2 separate regions of the Gossypium hirsutum genome follow, and region 2 is linked to region 1. Evidence: chromatin contacts called from public Hi-C data. All regions are on one chromosome and are shown on one strand. Each heading gives the region's core, a stretch centred on a gene start, on an enhancer-like site or on the middle of the called end of the contact. The rest is flanking DNA. Distances are from core to core; before and after follow the strand shown.

Region 1 (7,919 bases), core at 3,347-5,846:
TTTAATCAGGGAGCTCATAGAGCTTAACAGATAACTCCAAAGAGTTAATATCAGAGAGTACCGGATAAGGTAACAGAGAGTTCAAGCGAGTCTTGTTAGGAAGCCCATAAGAGCTTATATCAAGACGCTCACATAGAGCTGCGTTTGTGTCTATATTATATGCTGGATCACAACCGATCGAGTCATGTAACAGGATGCTCACACAGAGCTGCAGTAGTACGCAACACATACAGAATCACTACCGATCAATATGCTCGTAGGAACTATATAACAGAATGCTCGAGAGGGCTTATAATAGAATTGCTCGTCCGAGCTATATTCCGCCCGCAACATATGCATGGCCGCATTCAATATGGAAAATCACATGTATCCATCGACTTTTATTATTCAAACAGAACTTAACATATTATGAATATTTCCGAGCATGTGTTTATTTCTTGTATTTATAATATTCATATAATTTACATAAATACATATCATACTCAATCCAAATACAACATTCAATTGAAACATATTAACATGTATAATTAAGTTACACAAACTTACCTCGATACTTGTTTGTATTTAAAAGTCTACTAATCCGAAACTTTTTCTTTTCCTCGATCTAGCTTCGAATTTGAGTTGTCTGGATCTATATAAATGTACTTAATCATAAATTTATCACATTTCATATTCAATTGGATTCAATTTACACCCTAGGAAAAATTACCATTTTGCCCCTAATTTTTCATAAATTCCAATTTTGTCCTAGACTCGGAAAATAAAATTCATGCAATTTAATCCTTATTCCAAGCCTAACCAAATTTTACATGTTACAATAACAACCCATAAATTTCACAAAAATCAAAATTTTTACATGGATTTTACCACTTTTCAATTTAATCCTTAAATCAAGATTTCATCAAAATTCTCTTTGTAAAAGTTGTTTATCTATCAACAACCTTTCATGTTCTATCATAAAATTTAAATTTTCAGCATATTCATCCATGGAAAAATTTCTATACTTTGATATCTTTATAAATTAATCCCCAAAGTAGATAAATTAAGCTATTCTGATCTCAAAAATATAGAAATTACTAAAAACGTGACAAGATCTAATCAAGCCAAGAAAGTTTGCTTTCTCTTTCCTAGGGTTTCCATGTATTTGGGGATGAAGATGATGAAAGTAAGATGATATTTCTTATTTAATTAATTACCATCTTTTAATTTTTCTCATTTCCAATTTAGTCATTGGCCTTTTCTAATTTTTCCATGGATGGATCATAAAAAAATATCTACTAACTTTTCTTTAATGGTCTAATTACCATATAAAGACCTCAAATTTTGAATTCCATAACTATTTAATCCTTTTAGCTACTAGAATTCAACTTTTGCATTTTATGCAATTTGGTCATTTCCCCAATTAAGCATATAATCGATAAAATTTTCTTATCAGAATTTTCATATTACATTCCTATCATAATGAAGACCATGCAATAATATTAACATAAATATTCTTTTCGGCTCGAATTTATGGTCTCGAAACCACTGTTCCGATTTCATTGAAAATGGGCTGTTACAATTGGTGCGTCAGTGGACAAAGATTACCCTTTTTGTCCAATTTTACCCCTCACGATATTGGAATCGCAATACCCAAGAAGAGCATATCACAATGTCTAGTTCAGTTTCGAACTTGGGTACTTATTGTATAATGCATATCACGATATTTAAAGTGGATATCATAATACCATTGAAGGGTGGTCTTCAATCTTCAAGTCTATTGGAGGTATCGCGATTCCAAGGTTTGAATATCTTGCTACCCTCTCATTTAGTGTCATTTTGCCTCGTTTTCATCCTCAAACACGTCCCTACATTACTCAACCACATGTTAGGGCAACAAATTTGCAAATTAGGTCTCAAAATGAGTAAAAACGAGGCATTTACACTTATTAACTTAAAATCTAAAAATTATGAAAAACTACAAAAAAAGATACTACTTTGCTTGAGAATAAGCTCCTTTAAGTATATTGGGAAAACGTAATTTGCCATATTAAGTTACGACAAATCAAACTCCCCTACACTTAACTCTTTGCTTATCCTCAAGAAACACACTAAACATGCAAAAGAAAAGACTACTCTTGGACGAAATCAAACAAGTAAGTCACATAGTGATAAAACATCGAACTTGTACGAGAACTACCTCACATGCAACTTAAAAGTGATATCTAGCTAACTTGTTTATTCCTAATTCAAATATATTTAGTTCCCAAAGTTAAAATGTCAATAAATGTAGAGGCAATGGAAATAAACATATGTACAAGTGTTGTCCATCAAAATAAATTATACGAATTGTTCATAGATATTTAAAAATTGGTTATATTCATTCAAACAAATGAAATCTATTCACAAATTATTGTTTTGGTGACTTAGTCGAGTTCCAAAGGTCTTCTAGGCTTGTAACATTCTGAGGCTTAAGACAATTTGAAATTCAAATAATGGGCACTCAAAACGGGTTCAAGCACTAAAAATGGTTAAACACATGACATTGTTCCCTACTCGCCCTAAATTTATTCATGAGCTCACCTTCTTATTTCTCCTTCCCTTACCTACCTTATTTCTCCAAAACGTTAGAAGGTCTAATGCGAGATTAGTACGTATACAATTTTGTAATTGTAAACTGAAAGATTTTCATTTTTGATCTTAATTTTGATTTAACTCTCTTTTTCTTAATTTTGCGCTCTTTCGTTCACCTTTTTTTTAAGTACAAAATCGCGTAATCTCTTCATTTTTTTTCTCACACAAAGCCACCATGATGTCTCTACCTAGCCCTCAATGTCCATGGCGCAACGTCTATTACATAGTGCATTTTAAAGAATGAGACAAAGAAGGAATGAGTGATAGACTAGTTTAGGCTCAAGGCTTTGATAGTAAGGCTTACAAGAAAAGGGTACTTGAGGATAAAAAAGAAGAAGAAGAAGAGAATTAGAGGTATATAGCCACATGTAAGCTTTTAGGCTCTAGGCTATTTCAAACAATGCCTAAGGTCTTTCCCGAATTAATCACCTAACACCAATTCTTTCAAGCATACCTCTATTTAAATGAACAATTAACAATTCAAATTATTTATCTATAAGGATATGTATACTTTATTCATCTTATGGTATACTTTATACATTTTCATTTAGGTTATTGTCTATACCCTAGTATACACATTAACTAATTGAACTTACTAGTCTACAATTGAGAGAATAAGATGTTAAAGATGATATTTTTTTCTAATAAAAATTATTATATTAATTATATTATTAATTATTATATGTAGCTTTACAAAATATTTTATTATGTTTTTATATGTCATTTATTAATTAGTGTAAATTATAATCAATGTTTAGAGAAAATATTAATGGTTAAAGCATGGCTTTATAAATAAAAGGTTTTAGGTTCAAACATTATTTGAAGCATTTATTTTTAATTAGTAGACTTAGATATACACAAATATCTAAATCTGTAATTGTAGGAATGTAAATTTGAATAATGAACAATCAAAGAAGTCTATCTAAATTCACTCTAAGGCTTCGTTTGGGGCGGCGGTGTGGTGCGGTACAATGCGTTTAGTTTACTCTTTATCTCACGCTACAGTATCTAATCTCACCGTCACTGTTATTTTTACACTAACCGCAGGTAAACGCACCTCCCATTTAAACTCACCTTAAATCTAGTGTGGATAATAAAAGCCTACATTGAACTAATTGTTTTTCTTTAACAAATATAACCTTACTTCTAATTTAATTTGCCTCTTTTATCCTTAAAAGTAAAAATAACTTCTTACCCCACCTCAGTCGCTGATATGGTTGTCACTTTCATCATTGGATTTGGTTTATTTTTGTTGTGGTTGTTACTTGTTTGACTGCTCAAGCTTAATTTTTCATATATTTAAGTGTTGATTACATCATATTTTGAATGCTCTCTTGTTCCAACTTGTGTTCTGTTCCTGATGTATTTATGATTTTTTGTTTTGTTGCTACTTTTCCCCAAGTAAAATATTAATGTAAAGGATTAATGTTAATAAATATTAAATAATTACATCACTAAAGATTCGAAAATACATATTATTATTTTAGTAATAAATTATAAATTGACTCCCTAAAAAAATTATAAATCGACATAACTTTTAATAATTTCTTAAGAAATAATTTAAAAGTTATATATATAATTTTTAGTTTAATATGTCTTGACTTATATGAAGTGAGAGTTAAAAAATCTTTCTAAACACTTATTGGATACATGTTCAAACGATGTAACCCTTATTCTTTACTTTATTGTATAAAAAAAATTAATATCATTAATAATCATTTTCAATTCTCATCTGATTCCTACAATTATATTTAGACCAGTTTTAATTTCATTGCTACAATTATATTCTATACTATATATAAAGATCTTGTCTAGTTAATGTCACTTACTATCAAGTCTTAATTCAGTTATTAAATTACTAAAAAATAATTATTTTAACATAACAATAAATATTAATATGAGAACAATTTTATTTTTATACATTAAAACACCAAACATATTATTATTTTAATCAAAATAATATTTAATTATCATATAGAGTTTGGGCCAAAAGTGAGAAAAGCCGGGGTGGGTGAGGTTCACGGACTCTTCCTTCCCTTATCAAATCCGCTTAATTGAAACTCCCAATTTCTTTCAAAATTCCGCTTCCATCTCCTCTCTGTCTTTTCCTTCCTTTTCTCTTCACCCACAAAGAAAAGGGGTCTCACTCAAATGCTCTGCCACTAAAAACCCATTTTTTGCAAACATCTCTCCTTCCTTCTCTCTCTCTCTCTCTCTCTCTCAAACAAAACCAGTTCTCTTCGAAATAATCAGTCTGGGTTATGGACGGCGGTGCTTCCTATAACCCACGTACAGTCGAAGAAGTCTTTCGAGATTTCAAGGGTCGTCGAGCTGCCATGATTAAAGCCCTCACTACTGGTATCTCCCTTCTCTCCCTTTTCTCTTATTCTTTTGTCATCTTCTTAAAAGAACGCTCCCTTTCTTTCCATTCTTATCTTTTTAAGTTTGTTTATGTTAATTACTTTTTCGGGTGTGGTGTTGCTTGCAGATGTGGAAGAGTTCTACAAGCAGTGCGATCCAGGTACTTGGTTTTTATTTTTATTTTTTAAATGGAGAATTTATTGTTGGGTTTTCTATTCCCAGCTTCATTTTGTTGAAATGATTTATCTGGAGAATTGAAGTTAAAATTTTTATTTTCAATGTCTTTTTTAGTATAAATGAAGTGCATGCAATGGTATTTACGATTATGGCTTGAAGAACACTATCACTTACTGAACAGCGATTTTTCTGCTTAGATTGAACTTTCCCCTTTAAAATAAGAATGGATTGTTTTGAACTAGGAGAGGGATCTATATGTTCAGATGAGGTAGATTTGAATATTTCAACATTCTGCTTTTTATTCCTCTGGAATTCTGTTTTACAAATGTAGACCCTTTTTTTTCTTTCTTATAAAGTAACTATAGTTTTAAAAGTCGGCGAGGAAAATAATTCTTGTTTGATTGTTCTCATTATTAGATGCTTATTGGTTAGTTACATGGCTTTAATTTGGATAAGAAAACGAATTCCATTATAAGATGCTTATCACGATTTTATTCGTGGTACCTTTGTTTGGTTCTAGATGCACAAAATGTAACAGAGTTAATTAAAACTTTGATTACAGAAAAGGAGAATCTTTGCCTTTATGGATATCCCAGTGAGCAGTGGGAGGTGAATTTACCTGCTGAAGAGGTGCCTCCAGAGCTTCCGGAGCCTGCACTGGGTATCAACTTTGCCAGAGATGGGATGCAAGAAAAGGACTGGTTGTCTTTGGTTGCTGTACACAGTGACGCGTGGTTACTTGCTGTGGCTTTCTATTTTGGTGCTAGGTTTGGATTCGATAAAGCTGACAGGTATATTTCTCCTTCCCTATGTGTTGTCTCCTGTTTTGGCTTTATACGCCATTCTAGATGTGGATAAGCGAAGTTACTCATTGGCATGCAACAGTTCATCCTAATAATTGATTTGAATATCTTGCATTTTTGGTGTTTTGTTATTAATTGGTATTTTTGTACTACTCGCTACGTGTCTATGATGAAAATTTTGCATGCCATCTTTTTCGCTCAGCTGACCTTTCTTTTTTCGGTGAGTGGATCTTCGTTTTGTGGTTAATTTAGTACAGCATCTAACATGTTTAACTTTGGCTAGAATTTTGCTACTTTGTTTAAGAAGCCTCATTAGTTGATTTGTTTTGAACACCAATTTATAGGGTTTTCCTTGAAATTTTATTGCATTGACTAATTGAATTTCTTTCCAAAAAGGCTAAAGCCAGGTGTTAACGTAAGCTTTTCATCCAAGGTATGATTGGTCCGATCCTTAATCATAGGCCTCAGCATGAAGTGCTTATAATGTATGTGTACATAATATATATAGGCATTGCATGAATGAGCTTGCTTACACTGGAAAGCTGTTTATCGGATTTGCATTTGCTATAAAAATTATTCTATACTTTGAACTACTTTTTTTCCCTTAATAATACTGTTTAATGTGATGCAGGAAACGCCTTTTCAATATGATAAATGACCTTCCGACAATATTTGAAGTTGTGACAGGGGCAACTAAGAAACAGACAAAGGAGAAATCGTCAGTTTCAAATCATAGCAGCAACAAATCTAAATCAAACTCTAAGGTATGGATACATCCTTTTTCTTGCTTAACTGTTCCATTAAATGTTAATCTGTGTAAATTTTAGGGTTAAGGTTTGTTTTGGATCTAAAACTAGTGTTATATTAATCTCACAATTTGGGAGGGGTTTATGGAGTGGATTTTGTCATTGGTTGCCAAACTTTGACCAAAATCCAATTTAGGTACTAGAACATTATTTTAATTATACCACCAATAGTCACCCTGACCTGAAAGAGAGAAATGACTTTACACAATTTCAAGGGAAGGGGACCTTACAAATTAGATATTCTTTTCCCTTTTTGTTTGAAAATATGCAGCGAGGTTCTGAATCTCAGCCCAAGTATTCGAAGGCAGCAGCATCAAAGGATGAGGTTGAAGATGGCATGGAAGACGAAAACGATGAGGAGCATGGAGAGACGTTATGTGGGGCTTGTGGAGAGAATTATGCTGCTGATGAATTCTGGATTTGCTGTGATATCTGTGAGAAATGGTTCCATGGAAAGTGTGTTAAGATTACACCAGCAAGGGCGGAGCATATTAAGCAGTACAAATGCCCATCTTGCAGCAACAAGAGAGCACGGCCTTGACGATGGTTGTTGGGGTGGCTGTTTTATGTGAATTCTGGCATTGTGGGACTGCTAACTGTCTAGTAGGGGATGTAGTGAAGTTCGATGTTAGTTAATGTGACGTTTTAATGTAGGAGATCTGTGTTTTGACTTTTGATATGTAGGTGGTGAACTGGCTGTTTAATTTGATTATAAAATAGGATAATTATAATCAGTTATTTCTGCCATTGGAAGGGAGGCTTGGTTTATGTTTGAATCCTTCTGGTCTTTATATGCATGCAACTTGGTTTCCTTTCGTATACAAAGGTAATGTGGATTGATGGATGAATAGTTGGGCGAAAGTGGGCTCAAACTATTGTTAGTGCTTTCTGTCCATGCACCTTAAAGGAAGAAGATGGATCCAACAGTGAACTTGGGTGGATATGCTACTACCGCTCTCCTAGAAGCCGAAGCAACTGACACAAAAAGTAGGGGACTCGGCTTCAAAGTACTTCAACCTTATTTTTAATTAAGTAGGTTCTGTCGAGGGATTTTTTTTTTTAATCTATGATGTCTTGTGTCTTTGTTTTTGTGGGAACCTTGAGTCCTTGGGTTTCTATGGGACCTACAACGTTTATGGAATAGGTCGCTTTGGAGGGA
Region 2 (7,919 bases), core at 3,212-5,711, 450 kb after region 1:
ACACAATCTTGCCTTTTTCTATCACCAGAAGGAATGAATTTAGAAGGAATTTTTGATATTGATGGTTTTTGATGATGTGTTTTGGAAGTCTCTAACTTGGCTTTATACAGATGAAAGGAAATGAATGAAGAGATTTAGACCGATTCATGAAGAGTTTTGTTGAAAAGTCAATAGATATAAGTGAACAGACACAATGAATGAAAAGATGCAATATTAAACACCAAGAGATACAACTGTTCATCAAGAGACAAAACTATTGTTTAATTTGAGTAGTAATTTATCATTTATCAGTCAAAAATTTTAAGATCCATAATTTATTATTCAAAGCTTAAATTTTATCAATAAAATAATATGCATTAAAATTTCAAAATATCCAACAGATAAATTATTTTATTCTAACCGTAATGAATTAAATCTTTCTATGGTTAAAGTAATAAAACAAAAAAAATGAATGGCATGAAAGAATACTGAAGAATCAAGGTACTCTTTAGAAACAATTCTTTAGAAGGAAACGAAGTAGTATTCTCAAAGTAACAAACTTAACTATGCTCTTTCACTAGCTAGAATACATGTTTATATAGGAAATAGAAGCCTAAACTGCTGTTAACAGAATAGCCTAACAAATTTTAACTGACTAACCACTTATCTAATGACATATTAAACATATGTGTATTGTGAATACTATAACATTCACCTAACTTCCTCAAGTGGAACGACCCGAAGACGACGACAAAATTGAGTGAACATTGAAGCGGACAATGGTTTAGTAAGAACATCCGCCACTTGGTCACATGCAGGAACTTCGCTAACAACCAACTCACCACGAGCAACCTTTTCCCGAACAAAAAATAGATCAAGTTCAACATGTTTGAACTTAGAGTGCAAGACCGGGTTAGCTGCAACAGCAACAGCACTAGAATTATCACTGTCGGAAGATCAACCGAACTAAGGTTTAACTCTGTCAACAAGGAAACCAGCCACGAAACATCACTAGCAGCTGCGGCTAAACTCCGATCTTCAGCCTCGGCCGTAGAGCGAGAAACAACTTGTTGTTTCTTAGAGCACCAAGAAATAGGATTGTCACCATAGTACACAAAATATCCTGTAGTAGACCGGCGATCATCAAAATCAAGTCCCCAATTTGCACCGGCATAGCCAACCAAAGACAGTCGATCAGACTTTCGAAAGACCAAACCATAAGACAGTGTACCAGACAAGTACCGCAAAATACGTTTCAATGCTACCATGTGTAATGTAGTGGGAGCATGCATAAACTGACACACCCGATTAACCACATAAGCAATATCTGGTCGTGTCAAAACGATATACTGAAGAGCTCCAGCAATACTACGATATTCAGTTGGATCAACAAGAGGTTCACCCTCATCTTTAGATAGCAGAGAAGAGGTTATCATCGGTGTATGAACACTTCTGGCATTAGTCATAGAACTACGAGCAAGGAGTTCACGGATGTATTTTCGCTGGCAAAGGTGAATACTACCTGAGGAAGACTGACTAACTTCAATGCCCAAAAAATAATGAAGCTCACCCATATCTTTTAGAGCAAATTGGTTGTGGAGCATTTGAACAAAACAATTAATTTCATCAACTGAACTTCCAGTGATAACAATATCATCCACATAAACAAGAACGTAGATAGTATGATCAGAAGACAACCGAACAAACAATGAAGCATCGGACTTTGATACCGTAAACCCAGCAGAAACGAGAAACTGTTTTAATTTGTCAAACCAAGCCCGAGGAGCCTGTCGTAAGCCATACAAAGCTTTAGTCAACCGACAAACTAACCGTTCACCATTTGGACCAAACTGCTCATAGCCAGGAGGTTGTTGCATAAACACATCATCAGTTAAATCGCCATTCAGGAAGGCATTATTGACATCGACCTGCCGAAGATGCCATCCCTTGGTCACGGCAACAGACAAGATGAGTCGAATGGTAGCAGGTTTGACTACCGGGCTGAATGTCTCCTTAAAATCGCAACCAGGTACCTGTGAGCACCCTTTGGCAACCAATCGTGCCTTCCGACAACTAATCGTCCCATTAGGATTCTTCTTGATCTTAAACAACCACTTACAACCGATTACTTTCCGAACAGACGGGAGAGGACACAACTCCTAGGTCGAGTTAGCTAGTAAGGCATCGAACTCAGCTTGAACGGCTAGTTGCCAGTTTGGATGGCTAAGGGCCTCCTCAACAGTACATGGCTCAACCTCAACTTTGTCGGCACATAAGGCTCGAGGTTTAAATATCCCAGCTTTAGATCTTGTCACCATTGCATGCGTGTTAATAACAAAGATAGGAGAAACATCGGGAAGAGCAATAGGAGAAACTATAGTAGAAGGAACCTCTTCTCTATCAGCAGATCTGGAAGTGGAACTCTGCGGAGAAACACTACCCGTAGCAGGAAAATTAGACTGAATGTTATCACCATTAGAACTATCCACAGAAGTCTCAACAATAGAGTCTGGACGAATCTTGTTAGAAATACACGATCGAACAACTGGTACATACGTAGTGGTATTCAGAGGTAACTGGTCACTGGAAGTAGTAGACAGTGAAGACAGAAATCTATTTTCATCAAACACGACATGACGAGAAACAATCACCTTTCCATCTGGCGTGAGACAGAAATAACCTTTATGATGCGGACTATACCCCAGGAATGTAGACGGTTGAGACCGAAACTCGAGCTTGTGGTTACCAAATTGTCGTAGGTATGGAAAACAACAACAACCAAATACCCGAAGATGATCATATGTTGGAGCGCAATTAAATAAACACTGAAACGGGGTCTTCCCTTCTAAAACCGATGTAGGCAATCGATTAATGAGATGAGCAGCACTACAAAAAGCATAACCCCAGTAGTCCATTGGTAGATTAGCTTGAGCCAGAAGAGTGAGACCAGTCTCAACAACATGTCAGTGTTTACGCTCCGCAACACCATTAGCCTAACAAATTCTAACTGACTAACCACTTATCTAATGACATATTAAACATATGTGTATTGTGAATACTATAACATGGCATCCCGATTTCTACCTGAAAACTGCGGGAAACAATGTCCATTGAAGTTTCTATGATTTCATAGCATAAATTGATGTGATGCAATTGTTTAGGCTCTTACGATCTTACCTGGTAATGTCCACTACATGATATGAAATTTAAATTCCATCATAAATGAAATTATCCATACATTTTATACCGAATATATATCTTGCTAATGTACCTTTTAAGGTATATCTATAGGTATTGAAAGAACGAGGGCTACATATGTTATTATATTGTATATATAAAACATTAAAATAAGTATTTAATGGCATAATTTTATTGGAGGAATTATTTTACTCCTCAAAATATAATTTGAAGTATAATAGAGGTACTTTTACCAATATAAACGATTTTGTACTTTTAATTGAATTTCCATTTCACCCTCAAATGTCTATTCAAATTCCACAGTCTGGCTTCCAGGAACTAGGTACAATGATTTGACACTAGGCAATACAAATGGCATACATAAATTAAATAAAAAATTTTGACCCGAAGTGAAAGGTGTAATGAAAATAGTATTGTTTGTTATATAATATCCAAAGTTATACCAGCTTATAAATATCATGAAAGATGATATATACAGATGATTTTATTTTATTTAATCTCCATTTCACCATCGTTTACTCTGTTTAAATTCCGCAGTCTGGCTTCCAGGAACCAGGAATGTAGTTGAAAAAAAAGGATGGATTATTTATGGGATGTAGAATGATTTGACACAAGGCAAAATATATGCCAAACATATATCTATAGATATAGTTATATGGTTGACTATACTATAAAAAAAATTAAGAATTGCCTTAGTAGGACAAAAATTAAACTGAAATAATAAAATAGTAAGCCAATCAGATAATGTAAAGGATGGAAAATTAGAAAAGTTCTACAGTGACAAATGAAGTTTCATGTAAAGTTCTGGGTTGGTCAAGGATTCTTCTTTAATTGGATAAAGAACTGGAGTATTGACATGAACCCATAGTGTGCCTTAATGATGAAGATGGATTTGTCTTCATTCATGGCTTAGTGATAATTAACCCAACATTAAGCCCTGGATTTTGTCCTGTGTTGCATGCACTGTATGAATGTCAAGAAAAAATGGGTCTTACCTTTTAGGTTCTGATTATAGCAATGCATAGTTTTCCTTCCAATGGGTTCATATATATATATATATATGTATAAAAGACCATGATAATGTTTTATGATAGTTGGGGTCTTAATCACTTTTGACTTGTCTTCAGCCACAACGTTGTGAAAGGGTTGGTCTAAGCACGAGACTGGTGAAAATAAAGAAAAGAAAAGCTAAATTTTCACACAAAACAAAGCAATGAAGTCTTCGTCTTCTCAAGTCATCAATGGGGGAAGCCCCACTTCCTTTTAGCTTCTTAATGGAAAACACCTGGGACCCAAACATCTTTAACATCAAGCATTGAAGCAGTGAAGCTTCCTGCAATTCCACAGGAAGGTGATGGAGAAACCACCTTGCTGATAGTTAACCTGAATATAATATATATGTACGTTGCCATCATCCATACGGTAGAGGGTGGTCTTTTTAGTTTCAATATCTAAATGTCTAGCAGCAATTTTAATCCGCCCGACTCGCCGGAAAGTGACCGTGCCGACCAATCCAATTTTGAGTTCCCCGAGGACTGGACTCTTGATGGTTGGCTGGAGGATTATCCTGAAACAATCATCACAGGGCCAATTCAGTTTCCTTTTAATCAAGCCGATGAGGTTAATAATGACTCTGCTAGGACTAGCGGCCTCCTTCAAGTACCTGGTAATGAAATTTACTGTTTTTAACTTGTAGAAGTTCCTACATTAGTATGTGGTTGATTGAGTGAGGATAATCACTTTGTTTGTGTTAATGGCAGAAAATGAAACTGCGAGGGAAAGGAGGGACGTCAGAGAAAGATTTGCATTCAAGACCAAGTCTGAGGTTGAGATACTGGATGATGGATACAGATGGAGGAAATATGGGAAGAAATGGGTGAAGAATAGTCCAAATCCAAGGTATTTTTTATCAAATGCTTGTACGGTTTTTAATCTTTATACAATTTGAGCATTGCAGCCTGGAATCATCATCTGCTACTAAGCTAAGAGCAGATATATTTTGATTAGTCTTTCAAAAACCAGTTTCATTTGTTATTGTTTGATTGATAGGAATTACTACAGATGTTCTATTGACGGATGCCCCGTGAAGAAAAGAGTCGAAAGAGATAAAGAGGATCCGAGTTATGTAATTACAACTTACGAGGGGATCCATAATCACCGAAGCGTTTCTTGAATCGGTGGTTAATTTTCTCAGGACGTTCGAGTTCTTTTACCGTTACAATCTCGCAGCCAACTCCTGCAGAAGGCCAACTTCGATCTGCAACGATCACATCGCCTGTGTAGAATATAAAAAAAGCCTCACTCCATTTTATCCATGTCGGTATCTGTAAGAAAATCCAAGAACCAGACTACATGGGGTTTGGCCAACTTTATCTTGTTATCGCTTGTTAAGCTTTGGTAGAACCCTAAGCTTTAGTTTTGACAACACAAAGTCAGGGTCTGTTTTTAACTTAGGACCGGTGGAGGTTGTTAGGATCGGTTCTTCGAACATTCGATATGATATTGCCAACTGCAACCGAAATCATCAATAAAATTTGTAGACTTTTGGTAAGCCATGTGATAGCAGCATGAAGAAACCATTGCAAGAGAATAGAAGGCACGGATCAGGCAGAAAACTTTAGCTATATGCTTCATTTATCAAATGGATATGACTTGATTACATTTGAAATGGGTATTCAACAGTAAAATGGATTCTTATTGGACTATACAATCTAGACAACTATAGTTGCAGAAAAGCTGGCTGTTACCTATAGGAACTAAAATAAAAAATGCTTAAACTCACTGAACTCTACACACGGGTATATTCATATTCATAGTAACAACTCAAAAACAGCATTCTACAACAAATATGACGACTTAATTTGGGAGGATGACATTAGGGTTTCGAGAATGTGGACCAAAATCTGCCAAGTCATTCCAATTTGTTCCAGTTTCATGAACATTTGAGGTTAGACTCCATAGCACATTCCCAGGCTGCATCTTTCTCATCATTGATGGGTAGTATCTTACCATCGCTTTTGACTTCGAAAATGTTTTCTTAGTGGAGTTAGCTATGCCACTAGCAAGCAACCAGCGTGTCCCGGACTGTTGCTGTGCTTTGCTACCCCAAAGATGCTGCTTATGAGGCTCAGTATTTAACCCTGCAAGATGGACTTCAGTGATTAAGAAAAATGGAGCACCATCTTTTTCTTCTGCAACTTCGGATTCAGGGCTCTCTTGCTCATCTCTTTCTGGCTCTATAGCAAGAGAAGCTCGCTCTACTTGAATTAAAGCAATCATCGAAGTGCCAATTGGTTCATAGTTTCGAAAGGGATCTCTAAGCAACACCATGACAGCAAGCGTAAAGTTGTTCCCCAACAGCCCATGCTGTCTACCAGATGCTTTACCTAAGTTAACACGTTTTATCAATTTTCCACTAACCGAATCAAGGCACTTGGCTTGATGAGCCTCAAGGATCTGGACCTTATGATCACTAATATGGTCTCCGTGGTCTATAATGCCAGCGTCCAGCCGTAACCACTCATCCAATGTTATGGAAAGGCTCATTAATCTATTAACATAATCAAAATCATATTCAAAATCCAGGTCCAGGGAATGTGAACTTGCAGCTCCCTCAAAACTTAGTAACTTACTGAAATTTGAATCCTTGCCTATAATAAATGGCATGTTGCTCGAGGAAAAAGGACTGATGCTTGATGGTGCATCCTCGTCTGACATGCCACATTGAATTCTCAAACCCTCTAACGCAAGGACTTCAATCCTACTCATGACCGATGGAACAAGGTTTTCCATAGATACACAACCTGGGTCAATCTGACCACATATGAGACCTGAGCTCAGATTATCGCAACTCCAGCAAAATTGAAATCCTTCATTTCTCTGATCAAATGAATCACGCTCACATAGTAATACTTGCTGCAACTCATCCCACCTGTCAAATAATATTTTGTGTTAATAAAACAGGATAAAAGATGAAAGTGAAAGAGAAAGAAATTGAGAAACTGATGGCGAGATTAATGCATACCTCTCTAGCATTATAGCTCTGGATGCAGCTTCCAGTGCAACTTGTTGCAATGTTTTCCCAGTCATATCCTCCAAAGGCATTAATTTGTTTACATGCAAGGAAAGATTCTCAATTCCGAGTGAAGCCAAGTTTTGTAATATCTCCTTAACATCAGTACCCAATCTTGCAGGAAACACAGCAGCTCTAGATACTTGGATGGCCGGGCACCCAACATTTTTACAATTTATAAAATGTAAAGGATTCATGGACCGCAGGACACCTCCATCCTTTGTTGGAACGAAATGTCCAAAGCCTTCTCCCAGTGGAGGTAATTCACTTTTTTCTGATGAAAACTCTATTGGACTTCCAAATCCATCAGTCTGAACACACGGAGAACTTTGAAATGCCTTCTCATCTAAGCCCCACTCACACATCAAGGCTTCAGTCTCCAAGTATTCAAGCATTTTGATTGACCTTCTGTTTGCCAGTGACCGACTTTCCTCCTGCTCCTTCCTGGGCAGAATAACTGAAGAGAAAGCAAAATCATCATAATTAACCCCGTGACAAGGACCAGGAGTGGTGGATCCAACTTCCTCCTCTTCTCCCCCAGCTTCAAAATTTAAGATGAAGTCACCGGAATCTAAGGCTTCATTCTCAAATTCTCTCAACAGACGTTCTCTAGGAGACTCAACAGCATTGTCAGAATTCAAGCTAAATGGACCGTGTTCAATTTCCAGCA

Evidence for each region. Hi-C and Micro-C count contacts between places; a contact is called where the count stands out from the background.
Region 2: a Hi-C map of hypocotyl shows a contact between it and region 1, with 2.1 times the contacts expected there. The contact joins the promoter of LOC107962839 here to the promoter of LOC107961649 in region 1. A contact is called at or near these places in 2 of 34 Hi-C or Micro-C datasets (hypocotyl and leaf).

What each region holds. Positions count from the first base shown.
Region 1 is chrA06:28,256,426-28,264,344 of Gossypium_hirsutum_v2.1, forward strand. It overlaps LOC107961649 (PHD finger protein ALFIN-LIKE 4), which reads left to right and starts at 4,597. Exons shown (of 5, transcript XM_016897714.2): 1 at 4,597-4,971; 2 at 5,102-5,134; 3 at 5,714-5,942; 4 at 6,586-6,718; 5 at 7,032-7,919. The coding sequence starts at 4,875. The coding sequence ends at 7,301.
Region 2 is chrA06:28,706,467-28,714,385 of Gossypium_hirsutum_v2.1, forward strand. It overlaps LOC107962839 (probable WRKY transcription factor 50), which reads left to right and starts at 4,462. Exons shown (of 3, transcript XM_016899382.2): 1 at 4,462-4,843; 2 at 4,938-5,076; 3 at 5,227-5,728. The coding sequence starts at 4,633. The coding sequence ends at 5,350. It overlaps LOC107962838 (protein PLASTID MOVEMENT IMPAIRED 1-RELATED 2), which reads right to left. Exons shown (of 3, transcript XM_016899381.2): 2 at 7,202-7,919; 3 at 5,783-7,108. The coding sequence ends at 6,034.